Linked DNA regions of Mus musculus: all the other regions are linked to region 1. Evidence: chromatin contacts called from public ChIA-PET and promoter capture Hi-C data. All regions are on one chromosome and are shown on one strand. The core of a region is the stretch at or near the end of the contact, and the rest is flanking DNA. Distances in the headings are between cores, read along the strand shown.

What was found. Promoter capture Hi-C pulls out the DNA fragments that hold promoters and counts their contacts. ChIA-PET counts read pairs in DNA pulled down with a chosen protein or histone mark.
Region 2: a promoter capture Hi-C map of pre-B cells shows a contact between it and region 1. The contact joins the enhancer-like site here to the promoter of Orc4 in region 1. A contact is called at or near these places in 7 of 39 promoter capture datasets (the C10 cell line, the HPC-7 cell line, hematopoietic stem and progenitor cells and 3 more), 2 of 115 datasets of contacts at active chromatin or transcription factors (forebrain and pro-B cells) and 1 of 9 other capture datasets (macrophages).
Region 3: an RNA polymerase II ChIA-PET map of memory CD8 T cells shows a contact between it and region 1, with 14 read pairs. The contact joins the enhancer-like site here to the promoter of Orc4 in region 1. A contact is called at or near these places in 7 of 39 promoter capture datasets (the 3T3-L1 cell line, 3T3-L1-derived adipocytes, the C10 cell line and 4 more), 2 of 484 Hi-C or Micro-C datasets (bone marrow-derived macrophages and neural progenitor cells), 14 of 115 datasets of contacts at active chromatin or transcription factors (the SCID.adh cell line, embryonic basal ganglia, embryonic forebrain and 10 more) and 3 of 9 other capture datasets (adipose tissue, liver and pancreatic islet).

The regions. Positions count from the first base shown.
Region 1 is chr2:48,946,955-48,951,872 of GRCm38.p6, reverse strand. It overlaps Orc4 (origin recognition complex, subunit 4), which reads left to right and starts at 2,606. Exons shown (of 14, transcript NM_011958.4): 1 at 2,606-2,756. Mbd5 (methyl-CpG binding domain protein 5) reads right to left here and starts at 2,365. Exons shown (of 17, transcript NM_029924.2): 1 at 2,324-2,365.
Region 2 is chr2:49,414,582-49,419,499 of GRCm38.p6, reverse strand. No RefSeq gene overlaps it. Among named protein-coding and RNA genes, the nearest start is that of Gm25215, 19 kb to the right of the region's middle. Within about 2 kb of position 1,974, at least 120 of the 459 cell types and tissues checked have an H3K27ac peak or open chromatin away from gene starts, as enhancers often do. A contact at or near this core is called in the HPC-7 cell line, hematopoietic stem and progenitor cells, macrophages and 2 more, where this site is marked.
Region 3 is chr2:49,331,269-49,336,186 of GRCm38.p6, reverse strand. No RefSeq gene overlaps it. Among named protein-coding and RNA genes, the nearest start is that of Gm25215, 65 kb to the left of the region's middle. Within about 2 kb of position 2,421, at least 7 of the 459 cell types and tissues checked have an H3K27ac peak or open chromatin away from gene starts, as enhancers often do. A contact at or near this core is called in memory CD8 T cells, where this site is marked.

The sequences.
Region 1 (4,918 bases), core at 1,357-3,856:
GGTTGGTAATTAAAATTTTACTAGACAAGTTCTACATATGAAGTACTTTTAGGTTACTAAAATATGCATATATCATGTTTTGGCTTTACAATCAAGCAAAAAATATGAAACAAAAAAAAAGGATCATCACAGTGTACTACTACGTCAAAGATCACATGCCAAATGTCTTTATAGATTTATTTCTTCAATCCTTTTTGCTGATTGAATGACTGTTTTTCTATTGCTGACATAAATTATGGAATAAAAAAAACCAATGCGGTTTTTATAAAGTGAAAGAGAAGCATACAGATAGAATATGAATGTGTGTATCCATTTTCAAAGAAGGCTAAAGAAATGGATAAATGAAACAAAATATTACCTCCTAATGTAAGCTGTAACCATGAGGCCTACAACAGAAATATATTTTTAGTACTGCTGGAATAAAATTTGGCTCTATTTTGAAATATAGGTATAATATATAAATATAAAGAAAATATAGCACTATAAAATGAAAGCCATAAGAATATATCATATAGGAATACAGAATAGTTATTTTTAATCAAGACTGCTACTCTATAAATCTAAATCTAGATTTACCTTTCGATTGTTGCCAACTATAACAAACTACAACTTCATGATTTTTTAACTCATTAAAGTTTATTTTGGAAATTAATTTTGTTACATATGTGAACAATTTGTTCACAACAAAAATTGAGATGAAAACCTCTTCTCGGTTTACAACAGTAAATAAATAATTCAGTTAAAACTGAAGTGATACCAATCCAGCAAAATATTGATGGGGATATCTGGCCTTCTATGCAGCAAGAACAACATAAAGTTTTCAATGGGGATTACTTGTTCAGACAAGTTACAACGATTAGAGGGGGAAAAGTTAGTTATGAAATATCTAATATTTCCATGTTGTGGAAAATGAATACCAGAAAGGTATGTGGGAAAAGAGAATACCAATGGCATTTAAACTTTAAGCATTTTAAGCTTTAAATATATAGTCAAACATGAAGCAAATATTTTTTACAAAAAAAAAAAAAGAGAGAGAGAGAGAGACAAGTGTAAAATCCAACCAAAGGCCTTATGAAGTAAAATTTGAAATTCGCTATGCCATTCAGACAAAATGAAAAATGGAGAAGCTAAACACCTAACGTAAAACCAGTCAAGTCTTTCAACACTAAAGTCAATATCCAAGCCACAGACAAGCAAAGAGAGAGAAACACTCAGGTCTACAACTGGTTAAAGCAGTTCCAACACAATTCAGATCCCGACATTTTCCCACTCAGAAACAAATGCAGGCAGCTTTTCCTGAGGAAAGAGGAAAAAAAAATCTCTCCAAACGTAATTTTTTAAGTGACATCCAGAAAGTATGCCTCTTTTCTGTCTCTTTCCCTGGCGCCTCATTGGAGGAAGGAGGGGGTTGTTTTTGTATTCTCCCCCAGTGAAGCAAGACACAATCAGATGTTAGCTGGAGAAAGCACTTTTGACAACAGCAAATAAAAATAAAAGTGTCCTTCCTTCCCTGACAGGGTGGACACCCCACCTCACACACCCCTCCTCACTCCCGCCCCTCCTTCACTCCCCCCCCCCCCAGCACCACCCCCTCCTCACCCCGGAGCTCCACTGCGTATGAGGTTTGGTGCTACTGCTGCCCCGGAGTGAAAGTCAGAGCCAGAGGAAGGCAATGGAGCCCCCACAGACACACTTACCTTTCCTGCCCCCCACTTTTGAGTGCCTTCCCTGGAGCTGTGGAGGATGACACAAAGGGTAATAAAGGGGGGGAGTGGAGGAGGAGGAGGCGAAGGAGGAGGAGGAGAGCTGGGGAAGTGGCTGCTCCCGGTGTAGGGAGATGTCTTCAGCCAGGGCCAAGCAGCAGCAACAGCAACAGCAGCAGCAGCAGCAGCAGTAGCAGCAGCAGCAGCCAAGGGTCTGTGTTGCTAAGAGGCTTTTGGTCTCTTTCTCTCCTTCTCTCCCGGCCACAGAGAAGGAGGGTGGAGGGGGCTCTGGAAGCAGGCGTGTGGAGGGCTGAGCGGGTAGGAGTCGTGGATGGGGGTTTTTCTAAGAAGAAGAAACTCCTCTCCTCTCTCAGGCTCAATTCCCCCACTCGGGGCTCAGAGCTGGAGGGTGGGGGAGGAACTCGGCCGCCTTCCCCCCACCCCCCTCAATTCAAGGTTGAAGTGGGGTAAAATTAGTGTCCTGTCCCTTTAAAAATAGAAATAAAAGGTGCCCCCCCTCTGCCACTGCCTCTCTCTTCATCATCAGCTGCTGCTGCTGCTGGGGTCTCTCTGCTTGGGGGGGAGGGGGGGCTCGGGGAGACGAGACGGGAGGCACTCACTGCGCATGTCCCGTTCTGACGGGAGGCTGGTTGGTGGAAGGCAAGGAGGAGGGGGAGGGGAGGAAATGAGATGGTTTTCCCAGAAGGCTCCAAGGCGCTGGCGACCCGGAAGCCATTGTAAGCAGGGGGTAGCCGGGCGGGGGCGGGAAGAGGGAGGAAGTTGCTACTCTAGAGCAGCCCCAGCTGCCTCCTCCCTCCTCTGGGAGAGCGGAGGGACGGAAGTAGGCGGGGACCGACCTGAAAGCAGGTCACGTGGTGGGGCGGAGCGGGGGCGGGGCCGCCAAAGCCGGCCGGTCGCCGTGCATGCTGGGAGTTGCTGTGCGCGGTGGGCTGCAGTAGGAGCAGCGGGACTGAGAAGGTGGTGAACATCCTTCGGTCCTCACCGTCGGCGGCGGCCGGCTTTGCCCGATTTAGGCAGGCTTGACTGGGAGAGGTAAGGCCGGTCTCGTAGGCAAGGTGAGGGCCGCAGTGGCTACGGGCGGGTGGACAATCTGAGGGGAGTGGGAGGCTCGTGCAGGCCGGGTAGGCCTAAAGCAGGAGGCCTGCCCCTGGCTCTCGGCTTCCGGGAGCTGCTGTGGACGAAGCGGGCACAGAGCTCAGCAGAGACGGGCTACAGAAGGCTTTTGGGTGAGGAACATGATTGGGCAGTGTTGAGAGGTCAGGTTCTCTGCAGAGAGAGAAGCACTACCTGCTTTAGAGCGTGCGACATATTTGGAAAAACCTAACCAGATGTGTGCCTTTTGATCAGCTTCTGCGGTAGCCTTGCTCATACACATCCTGCCTTCCTGACTTTTCTGTTTTCTTTGGGATTTTGGAGAAGCTGTAGGCATGTAGGCAAGGAACGGGCAGGAAAGGTCTGAGTGAGGGCTCCCTGCATGCTCTCTGCCTTAATGCTGCAAACACAAAAGACTGCCCGTTTGAGGATGCTTGGGATTGTTTGGTCTTTCATACAGAGTTTTGTCACTAAAAAAGAAAAGCCTTGAAATATTCTTTTCTTGTGGAGCTAAAGAGAAAGCTTTTTGTCTGGGTGTTTCTTTTTTTTATAGTGAAATAACGGCTTCTTTTTCATTTTAACTTTCTTCGTTAGTCTTTTAGCTGGTTTTTGTCAAGATACATCGGAGGACTATTACCTCGTCTTTAATAATCCAAGTTACATTAAAAAAAATTCAAAATCGGAGATCTTCGCACTTACTCTTACTTAGTCTTAACTATTTTAGTTCTGCTCAGTAGGATTCAGTCTGTTAAAAGTTACACATTTTCCCGAATTGTTCTTGGTGCAAGTCTATACAGTACGCTATTTAATGTATCCATTGCACGGTGCTTTTTTTTTTTTTTCCTTCGTCCTAGGGAGGTAATTATGTCAGATGGGTTCAAAACAAAACTCCAGTGCCCTAAAATTTTTATTAGAAAACCAAGTCTCAATCTTCTTATAGAAAACTATTATGACCTAGGTAAAACTTTTAAATCCTGTTTTGTGTAATGGCCTAAGTGTGTGGGAAACTGCACAAAACACAGATGTAGAGAACGACTGTAGCATACATAACCTGTAACCACTATGAATCAAGAACCAAAACATGGGTAGCAGCTGGCAGGAACAGGCCCACTAATTGCTTCCAGGCCTCTCTTCCTCTGGTGCCACCTTACTATTATCTTGATTCTTGTGATTCACTGCTTTTCTTTTAGTAAAAATGTATGTCAGCGCTTCTAAACAAATTCTCAATTGGCCTCTTTTTATCTGCTTGTAGGTAGGTAGTTCACACACCCTATTAAGTCGGACCCTTTATTTACCTGGCTGAGATTTGACCCTGTTAATACATTTTGCTGTAATTTATATATTTTTTTGTTGTGGTGTAAGAGTTTCTAAGGTAAAGGCACTGTTTTTATAACTAAGCCACCATTAGTCTTAATGGACTTTGACTTGTATTCATTTCTTTACTACTAAATGATCTACATAGCTACATAATAATGATCTGAATACTACATAATTTTATGTGAATATAGCTATGTATTTTTATGAGTTGTATGTGGCTGTCTTCAGTTTCACCAAACATTTAGACTGGCATGCTGTCTCATCCCCCGGCCTCAGGTGTGAGCGAGCCTTACTTGTACCTTCTCACCAACAACTAGCTTTTAATTTTGTCAATCTAATGAGGGTAGTTTTATAATTTGCTCTGTGTTGAGTAAAGTTCTGTACTGGTGATATTGACTGTTTTCAGAAACTTGGCTGTTTGGATTTATTCATTCAGAAATTGTCTTTTAAATCATCCTTTTAAAGTCTTTTGTATAGTTTCTTTTTCTATTTTGCTGTTTTCCATAAGGATTTGTAGCATTGCGGCAGATAGATAATCTGTTCTTGTAATATTACATTCTTTTCTTTTTTTTTCTTTTTTTTTTTTTTTTATTGTTTTTTCAAGACAGGGTTTCTCTGTGTAGCCCTGGCTGTCCTGGAACTCACTTTGTAGACCAGGCTGGCCTCGAACTCAGAAATCCGCCTGCCTCTGCCTCCAAGTGCTGGGATTAAAGGCGTGCACCGCCGCTGCCACCACCACCCGGCCTAGTGTTACTTTTTTAATTTATATCTTGTTATTGTTTCTT
Region 2 (4,918 bases), core at 725-3,224, 470 kb before region 1:
TAATGTGGAACACCTGAGAGATTGGATTTCATGTAACACCAAGCTTTGTGGTCATGGTAGATCCTTTAGGCTGATCACTGTACATCCCTCCCCTCTGCCTTTATTACTGAGCTTGAACTCTGAAACCGCCTTTCCCCAGTAAAAGCAGTTTAAAGCACAGTTGTATCTGCCTTTTATTTGAAGCCCCCAAAGCTTTCAGTTTAATCCATGGAGGGAATATATTGCAAATACAGCTGTCCTTTCTAAGTTCCCCAGGTAGTGACCTGTAATCAATACCTACTTAGAGAGACTATCCTGCTTCCAAATCTCAAAAGCACAAAGCTCAGTTTAAAGGAAGACTGTGTTATGGGGGTGTCTTAGTCAGGGTTTCTATTCCTGCACAAACATCATGGCCAAGAAGCAAGTTGGGGAGGAAAGGGTTTATTTGGCTTACACTTCCATACTGCTGTTTATTATAAGGAAGTCAGGACTGGAACTCAAGCAGGTCAGGAAGCAGGAGCTGATGCAGAGGCCATGGAGGGATGTTCCTTACTGGCTTGCTTCCCTTGGCTTGCTCAGGCTGCTCTCTTATAGAACCCAAGACTGCCAGCCCAGAGATGGTCCCACCCACAAGGGGCCTTTCCCCCTTGATCACTAATTGAGAAAATGTCTTACAGCTGGATCTCATGGAGGCATTTCCTCAACTGAAGCTCCTTTCTCTGTGATAACCCCAGCCTGGGTCAAGTTGACACATAAAACCAGTCAGTACAGGGGGTAAGATAAATACAGAACGGGGATTTGTTCAGCTACCGTAGTAGAGGCGGCAAGCATAGGTGAACCTCCCTTTCAAGTTCTCTAGGCACAACATCCCAGGGACCCTTTTAGGGTTTTTCATGAGTTATTTCATCCTGAGTCACTCAGAAATCTTACCAGAAATGGTATTTGGGAAATTCATTCATGGCTGCAAACATGATGAAGACACTAAGGAGTGATGGAAATGATCGTGGATGCTGTGAAAACAACCTACTACACTTTGCAAAGAGAAGCCTGCTTCTCTGTCTGCTCCCGTGACAGATTTTTCCAGACTTCATGCAGGAAAACTAGGCATGGGACACAGGAAACAGGGCTCAGGAGTGTGTGCAGACAGCCCTGTGCCCTCATCTCCTCATGAGCAGTTCACTTCTCTATGGAGCCTTTGAACTTGTCTGATGCTAACGTCTTCCCATACTCCAAAGGCTAGAATCTTCAGAGGCTCAGCTGCCAGGCTGGTGCCTAAGAGGGACAATGGCAATAGTGAGAAGTCATTCAGGGTCCTGGCACTGGGAAGAGGCAGAGACCTCGAGGAAGTCTATGAATGGCTTCTGATGCCGTTTAGAGAGTATGAAGTCTTCCTTTCTCCTTTTGCTGAAAACTCCCACTGGAACTGAAAGGAACCTCTGTCTGATTTATTTCAAAAGAGAGTCTGTAAAATAAATAAATAAATAAATATGCTGAACATTATACAAGTAGCTCCTTACTGGCTAATTTTCAGAGCTAAATATCTGAACTGCTCAAAAATACTTTTTTCTTACTATTCAAAGGGAATGAGAATGGCACTTGACATCAGATACATTTTTTAAATATACATATTCTCTCTGTCTGCTGGAAAGATTTAAGCAGGTTCAGAAACAATTTTTAGGGAGTGAGCTGGTCCCTAACAAGTGTTCATCACGACAAAGTCAACTTCAGAAAGGAACGGTGTTCTTGCCCACAGTACTCTACGGTATTGTTATTATTTGGGATCAGCAAACTCTGAGATTTCTAAGACGCAGCAGAGCCATCCTGTTTCCATGTTCATTTGCCAGGTGAAAAAGTTAGAAAGAGTATGGCAGGGTCCCTCTAGGGTCATGGCTTATTCGAGGTGTGGAATTTAGCAAGCCATATAAGCAATATGTAAAGGAAGATGTGCACCACCACCTCACTTCCTGCACATCCAGGAAGCAGGCACAAAGACGGAAGCAACCATGCTTCAGAGGTAGGTAGAGCTGCTGCAACAAGATCATTCAAAATGAGGCTGAGTCATTTAACTGACAAAGACCCATTCGGATCACTGCAACAAGCATTGAGAGCAGTGGTTCTTTTGCCTCTGGAGTGGTCTATAAAGGATCAAGGGACCCAAGAAGAACCACACATCCTAGCCACCAAGGGCATGAGAACCGCGGTGGAGTCAGGCGAGGGAGAGAGGAACTGTCACATTCGTCCAGTTCCTACCGTCAACACTAAGCTGTTCTTCCTCATCTTGTTATTTCTGCCTTTTTTTTTTTTTTAGTGTTTGCTTCCTCATCTCGTAGTTTCTGTTTCCTTTGGCCTTTCTGCTCATGCATAGACCCAGTGGCACCTTGTAATTTCTCTCAGTGCTCCTCGGCTTCAGCCCCAGATTCGGCTTTGCTTGGCCTCATTTACTGCTTCCTCATCCTGTCTTCTAAGGAGAGTTTTATAGCCTGGCTCATCCTCTCCTGTTCAGTAGCCCCTCTATCCTGTGGTCTGCCTTCTGTGGTTTCCGTTACTCATGGTTAATGTCAGCCTGGAAATTATTAAGTGGCAAGTGCCATAAATAAATAATTTATAAATTTAAAAATTGTTAGCTTTTCTTCTCTCTCTCTCTCTCTCTCTCTCTCTCTCTCTCTCTCTCTCAACGTTTCTTTTCTTCCTCTCTTTCCAGGGTTTTGCTATATAGGTTAGTCTTCAAATTTGCACACCGCCTTCCTAGTCCTGCCATGTCTTCCCATTCAGCTCTCCCTCCCCCCTTTGTCTCTGTCTCTTTGTCTCTCAGCATCTCTACCTCTCTGTGTGTCTCTCACTCTTTGTCTCTCTGTCTCTCTCCTTCTTTGATATTGTGTGGATATGGAGCACAGGGCTTTGTGCTATTGCATGCTAGAGCAGCACTTCATTACTGAACTACATCTTCAGTCTGTGTGTGTGAGTGTGTGTGTGTGAGTGCGTGTGTGCATGCGAGTGTGTGTGCATTCGAGTGTGTGTGCATACGAGTGTGTGTGCATGTGTGTGTGAGAGTGTGTGTGTGAGTGCATGTGTGTGTGTATGTAAGTGTGTGAGTGCATGTGTGTGTATGTGAGTGTGTGTGTGACTGTGTGTGAGTGTGTGTGTGTGTATGAGTGTGTGAGTACATGTGTGAGTGTGTGTGAGTGTGTGTGTGTAGGTAAGGTCTGACAGCATTGCCAAGACTGGCCTCGTCTCCTGTCTCTGCCTTCCCAATGCTGTAATAATAAGTGTGTTCCATCATGACCATCTCACCCTCAAGTTTCTTGTTGAAAGACAGCAACGTAAGATCAGACATGAGAGAACACAGAGAGTGAGCATTTCCTACCTCACCTCTTCTGCCCTTGATACTGTGATCTTTCAGTGGCCTTATCTCTCTAGATTCCATCTCTTATTACTTGGCTCCTTCAGCTGTTCAGTTTCTTCTTCCTGGGCATCAAGCCAAACTTGGTGTGATAACATCCCATCATTGCTAGACCGTTGGGCCCTCTGTGTGACTAATTATAATTTCTAAGTTGACCATTATAAAGTTTCCCATCCCACACTCTCTTTCAGACCCTCTCCTCTGCCCCTCATCAAGAGAAGGTGTCTAGACAAGCGTGGCAATGCAGGCCTTTAATCCCAGCACTCCATATACAGAGCCAGGAGGAGCTCTGTGAGTTCAGGGACAGCCTAGTCTACATAATGAATTCCAGGGCATCCATAGTGAGACTCTATTTTAAAAATGTAAGAGGGAGAGAGAGAGAGAGAGAGAGAGAGAGAGAGAGAGAGAGAGAGAGAGAGAGAGAAAGAGAGAGAGAGAGAGGATGGAACCTATGTTCCTTCTTTTCAAACCTGGTCTGACTTTTGTGTTTGCCTTCACACATGAAATAAAACCTCAGAGATGAGATGTAACTTCCAAGCCTAACCACAAAAGGAAATTGCTATGGTTTGCACAGAGCTCTTAAAGGTTTTCATATTGGAAATGTCATTCCCAAACTCTTGTCAGTGATATCTGGAGTTGAAGTCATGAGAGTGTCCTATAGTGACATCAGTGGTTTTAGAAGAGGAGAGAGACACAAGCTAGCAACAAAGTCCTCATTAGGCGCTAATGTCATGCTCTTGGATGAACCAGATTCCAGAACCATGCGCCAAACTTCTTTGTGAGTAACACTGAGTGACTGTAACTTTGATACTCAGAAGTATTGGTGTGAGTTTGTTTGAGCCCAGTCTGGGCTACCTAGCAAGATCCTGTTTCAAAAACCCAAATTACATTAATCATCCAGTCTCGAGTATTTTGTTATATTGACTGAAAGTAGACAGAGACATTGGGAATCCTTGCTCCTGGCTTTAGGGACACCTATCTTTGGAGCCCTCAGCCACCTTGAAGCCGATGCAAAGAAGATATTAGGTAGGTACAGATGCCCAAGGAGCCTCACTACTTCCTGCACCCATCTGCACCCATCTGGTCTCCTGCCCAGACAAAGATGTGTGGGCGGGTGACCTCAGGATGATTCTTGTTTTATCCATTTCCATGAGAACAACCTCACTGAGCCCATTCAACCTCTGAGAAATATTAGAAAAATGGTAGTTACTGTTTCGGGGTAAGTAGCTGAGTAGCTGCAGGAAGGATGCGTTTGGCATCCCGTACTCTGTGCATCTTCCCAAATACCCAGCTGAGCAGGTCTCTGGTTTCCTGAAGGACCCCGGCTGACATTCAGAAAAAGTCACTAGGAGGCTTCATATATGGTAAGATTGAAAAAAGCATTCAGAGATGCTAGAGTGAGACTTCCCTCTCTAGTTTACAGGTCGGGCACAAAGGCTCAAGTAAGAAAAATTCAACTAGAACTTTATAGGAGCACACGGAGAATCACTGTGTTATATAGATGCTGTGGGCTGAAGTAACTACTTGTCCGTTTAGAGT
Region 3 (4,918 bases), core at 1,172-3,671, 380 kb before region 1:
GAGAACAGACTGGAAGGGTTTTTAAGGTTAGATCTTGTTTAACCATTTGTGAGGAGAGCAAGGCTTTTGCCTGAGATGGACATGGCTGGTAGAGGAGCCGATGTGGCAGAGGAGCTAAGAGGAGTTAAGTCTCAGGATGTGAGCAGACCATTATCTGCTGCTTCCACCTTCCCCCGTGGCAGGACTTGCTCCTCTGCAAGGCAGAGAGGCTTCTGGGAGTCTGTTGCCTGCGCTGAGCTGTGCAGGTAGTGATCTGGGGAGAGATGGGCGAAAGCTCCATCCTCAGTCTTCCCCTGTGATTGGAAGGGTTCTGTCTTTGAGCACTTCCTGTTTCTACTTCTTCTGAGACTTGTTTTGGAGAAAGCTTTGGCGTAGCTTATAAAAGAAAAGAAAAAAGACCCACATACATCTCGGGTAACTGGCTCATTTTTGAGATAAGGCAGCTCTCATCTTTCTTGTTTTGATTTGCATGTTGGTCGAATGGGATCATACTTTTAAATGAAAGTTCTGAACTGGAATGCAACCAGATACAGAGAGTTTTCTTTGAGCTGAATTTTGATAGGTGACTTTGGAACTGCCAACAAGCCAGGATGAAAGATTAAGCAGCCGGAGCGGTCACACCGCTTCAAACAGGGCCGCTAGAAACACAGAACCGGAAGCTGCTGCACGCAGACATGAAACAAGGAGATCCTGATTTCCGCTGCTTCTCATCTGTGCATTCAGGGTTTTATGCGGCCTTGGTAGAACCTGCCTCTGACAGATACCCCTCTGACACTGAACAGCCCCCCAAACCCAGGAGAGAGAAGGGATAAAATCTTGAGGACCTGGGTCCGTTTTGATTTTGGTACCAACCTCCTTTAGCCTGCCAGGTGCCTGTCTCCTTGTTAGTCAGATAGGCTGCCTGCAAGATGGCAAGATGTCCCAGACTGTGTGGCTTAAGCAATAGACAAATATTTTTCAGTTCTAGATGCTGGACGTACAAGAGCAAGGATCAGTGGGCTCTCCTTGGCTTGCACATGGCTCTTACAGTGTCTTACCACTGATGTACGCATTTCCTAGTTTCTCTCCTTTTTCTACAAGGACAGCAGTCCTATTAGATTTCGATGGACCTTAATCACCCTCTCAAAAGGTCCTATTTCCTACTGGAAATAGATTTTTGGAGGGGACAAACACTCTGCAGTCTCCCCTTAACGTCCTCAGGAGAGGATTCTCTGGGTGAAGTTCCACCTGTCACACAGCTCCTTCTGTGTTCCTATGCCAGGTGGCTTCAGGGGTCACCTCTCTCTTGTTAGAATTATCTAGTGGCTGAAGACTGAAGAACCAGCTTTTCACATTGAACTAACTTGATTTTGGTTTCCTCACTGATGCAATCTCTAAGGAGGCCCCATAGTTCTCATCTCAAAGAATTATCATGAGAAATAAAAGAATCATTTTTAAATGTAGAGTCCAGCCTTTGAAAGATACTGAGGGCTACTGTCACCTCTTATTCAGGGTCCCTGGCTTCTGTCATTGCATCTATTTCTCTTCTGCAACAGGGTTCCCTCCTAGACATATTTGAGCTGGCCTGGAAATCGCCATCTTCCTAATCCTGACAGCCTTTCTAATACTGAGATTACAGGCACCTGTTTGCTAGGTCTAGATTCCAGCTGTCTAAATGTTCTCTCTCTTCCAGCTGCTTCCATAGTCCTTGTAGCCTAGGCATGGACATCACCCAGTGATAGCCACTTCATTCTCACCAACTTGATTTTTTTTTTTTTTTAAATACAAAGACCCATAATGAATCTTTTTTGGTGGCATTTGGCAAACAGTTCCTAAAGGAACTTAAATGCTCCCTACTCATCATTTTGTCTCATTGGTCAAGGAAACCTAGTTAGGTCTTTCTGATTGGTCAAGGGAACCTGGTTAGGTCTTTCTGATTGGTCAAGGAAACCTAGTTAGGCTTTTCTGATTGGTCAAGGGAACCTGGTTAGGTCTTTCTGATTGGTCAAGGGAACCTGGTTAGGTCTTTCTCTAATCAGGCCCCGCCTTGGCTCAGTCATCCAAATCTGGGAAAGAACCATTTTCTCGTGTACTCAGTCGTTGGACAAGGAAGGGTGAAAGCCAGAAAGGAGCACAAAGAGGCACCGTGTGCACCTGTGCTTACGTCATCACTACGCGCTACCACTTCATATCTCTGCCTTTCCCAAACATCTTAGAACAAATGACCTTTTAAAATGGCCTTTCTTTCTCTCTTCCTCTTACAGCCCTCTTAGCACCTGACTGCCCCTCTAGCCACTCTCCGGGAACTATTTCCATGCACTCCTATTTATCTTCTGGAAATTGTCCACAGAGACCTCAGTCCTTTACTTGAGCTCCTTGACCCAGTGAGACATCCTGTGTAATGGTTCTGCTGTTTCCTGTGCTGACTGCTAACCAGCCTGAGGTTCCCCTGCTATATGCCTCAGATTTCCGACTTCTGGACTTCAGCGGATTCGTAGGTATCTTAGACTGTAAGCTTCTACGAGACAGAAACAACATCTTCAAAGTGACCAGAAAGGACTGTTTAAGTGATTACCGACAAAGGCAGAATCGTAGGATGTGTATTTCCACACAGTGAGGGATCCAATTGAGGTTATGTCCCTACTTAGAATTCAGTATGAGAAGGGGTCAGAAGTCTGTCCTCTTTGGTACTGTGGATGGTTATCTGAAGGGAAAACACAACTACCTTTAGAATTCGATAGTTGGAGAGACAGGAAGCTACAAAGCCACAATGTGAAGCCAGAATTTCCTGAGTTTGATAGAGGAAATCAAAGCATGTTATAGAAAATAACCAACACTTAGTGTTTGGTGGCTATTTTCCCCTCTGAAAGATGATACTCTCTACTAGGCACCTGTAGCAAGTGGTAGCATGTGTCCTGGGTCAAGAACAGGAAGCTCAGATGATGATCTAGATTGGCCCAGGTCTGTGCCTTCAATGAAACAGGTAACTCCCACTGCCCTCAGGGACCAGAGCCAGAGATCACAAAGCTCTTTGTCAAGCACAGAGAGAATGATCTATCTGGTTCTCACCTTAGTGTTGGCTTAGTTTCAAGGGTTGGACTTTGTGTCATAGACTAATTTGAGAAATTTTGTTTAGCAGATGGAGTCTCTGTATCCAAGGCTGGTACACATTTCTTCCTTAGCTTCTCCAGTTCTGGGGATTAAAGTTGTGAGCCACCATGCCTGGCTGATATGCATATATATATATATATATATATATATATATATATATATATACATATATATATATATATATATATACATATATATATATATATATGTATATATATATATATATATATATATATGGATTGAATGAGACTCACTTTCCTATTAGATTCCTGTTCCAGAGTGGGCAAAAGAAGGTGAAGAGGCTACCAAAGCTGGATTTAGTTAAGTGAAGCTCACCTGTGTGTGCCTGTGGTAGGAGGCATATACACTGAGGGACACATGTTTGGTAGAGACATGATCTTCCTGGAGTAGAGTTGTCCTAATACCAATTACTGGGAAGGATGAAGAGGCTTTGGTCACTTTGTTGAAAGCATGAACTACTTGTTACCATGCATGAGTTAAGAACTCACAAGTCAGTTCCCTATCATTAAGAACTGATTCGAAGCCATTCTTGGTATAAAACTCAGCCTCGAAACCAGCTAGAACAAGAAATTCAATTACAGCAAATCCATGGTAATTCCCCCACCCCAATTTCACCTTTAGACTTCAAGAAATTTAGGGAGAGTTTATAATGAACAGCACAAGGATATCTTTCTTGTAAATCTCTTCACAGGAGCAAATCTTTTAAAGTCTCCTCGTGAAAAGTCTCCTCTGGATCCCCCGATGGAAAGTGAAGGGAGTATGAAGGGTAAAGGGACCGACCTCCTGTTTCATCTTTCCTACAGTCAGTAACTTCTTGTTCCGTGAAACTCCCTCCTTCCCTGCAAGCTGACTGTGGAGGCCCTCTTTCATCCTATGTGGTCGTCAGTTTTCTGCTGCTATAACAAATGGCCTTATACAGTGAAATGTTGGCTCACTGTTTGGAAGTTTCAGTCCATGGTCAAGTGCCCTAGTGCTTGTGGATCTGTGGTGTGGCAGGACTTCTCAGGGGAGTGGGCGGTAGAGCAAAGTCACTCATCTCATGTTCATAGAGAGAAACAAAGAGGGTCCCCAAAATCCCACTGGAAGGAACACCTCCATGGATCCAAGATTTTTGGAGCTAGGTCCTATCTCCAAGTCCAAATAACATCACCCTGGAGACCAATATGCTAATGCACAGGCCTCTGGCAGTGGGTGGGTAGGGGCAGCGCAGAAGGTGGGGTGGTATTCTAAACCTAAGTTTTAGCATCTCACAACCTGGTCAGTCTTTCTTCGTAGACAAACTCCTTTACAGAAACCTTTACCTAACAGCTGCTTAGTGAGATAATGTTCTGTATTATGAGTCATATAAACACTTTCTGTGTATAAGGTTGGATATGTTATGTATCTAGGTACTAACTTCAGATACTTTTCCTTATATATGTAAAATAGACTAAAGACATGTTAGAGTTTTGGCTTAGTAAATGATTATACTCCAGTTTCTCCAGGTTCTGATCTACTACTTTCTACCTGGGTGACATGGACTAATTTCCTAAACTATTTAGATTCCTGGAGTAAAAGAAAACGGGAGAACTAGTTGTGTTCCATTTCACTAGCCAATATTAGTAATTATTTTCATCTTAGCAATGCTTGTCAGCAATGAGGATGTTTTATAACCACTTATTATGTTAAATACCTCTGTGGACATGTTTAATGGGTCTCAAGGGTTTTGTTTCTGTCATGAGATGGAATTGAATTCTCTTCAGGATCATGGGTTGGTTGTGGAGCCTTGCTTCTAACCACAAGAGGTCAGCAGGAGCAGTGTCATTGG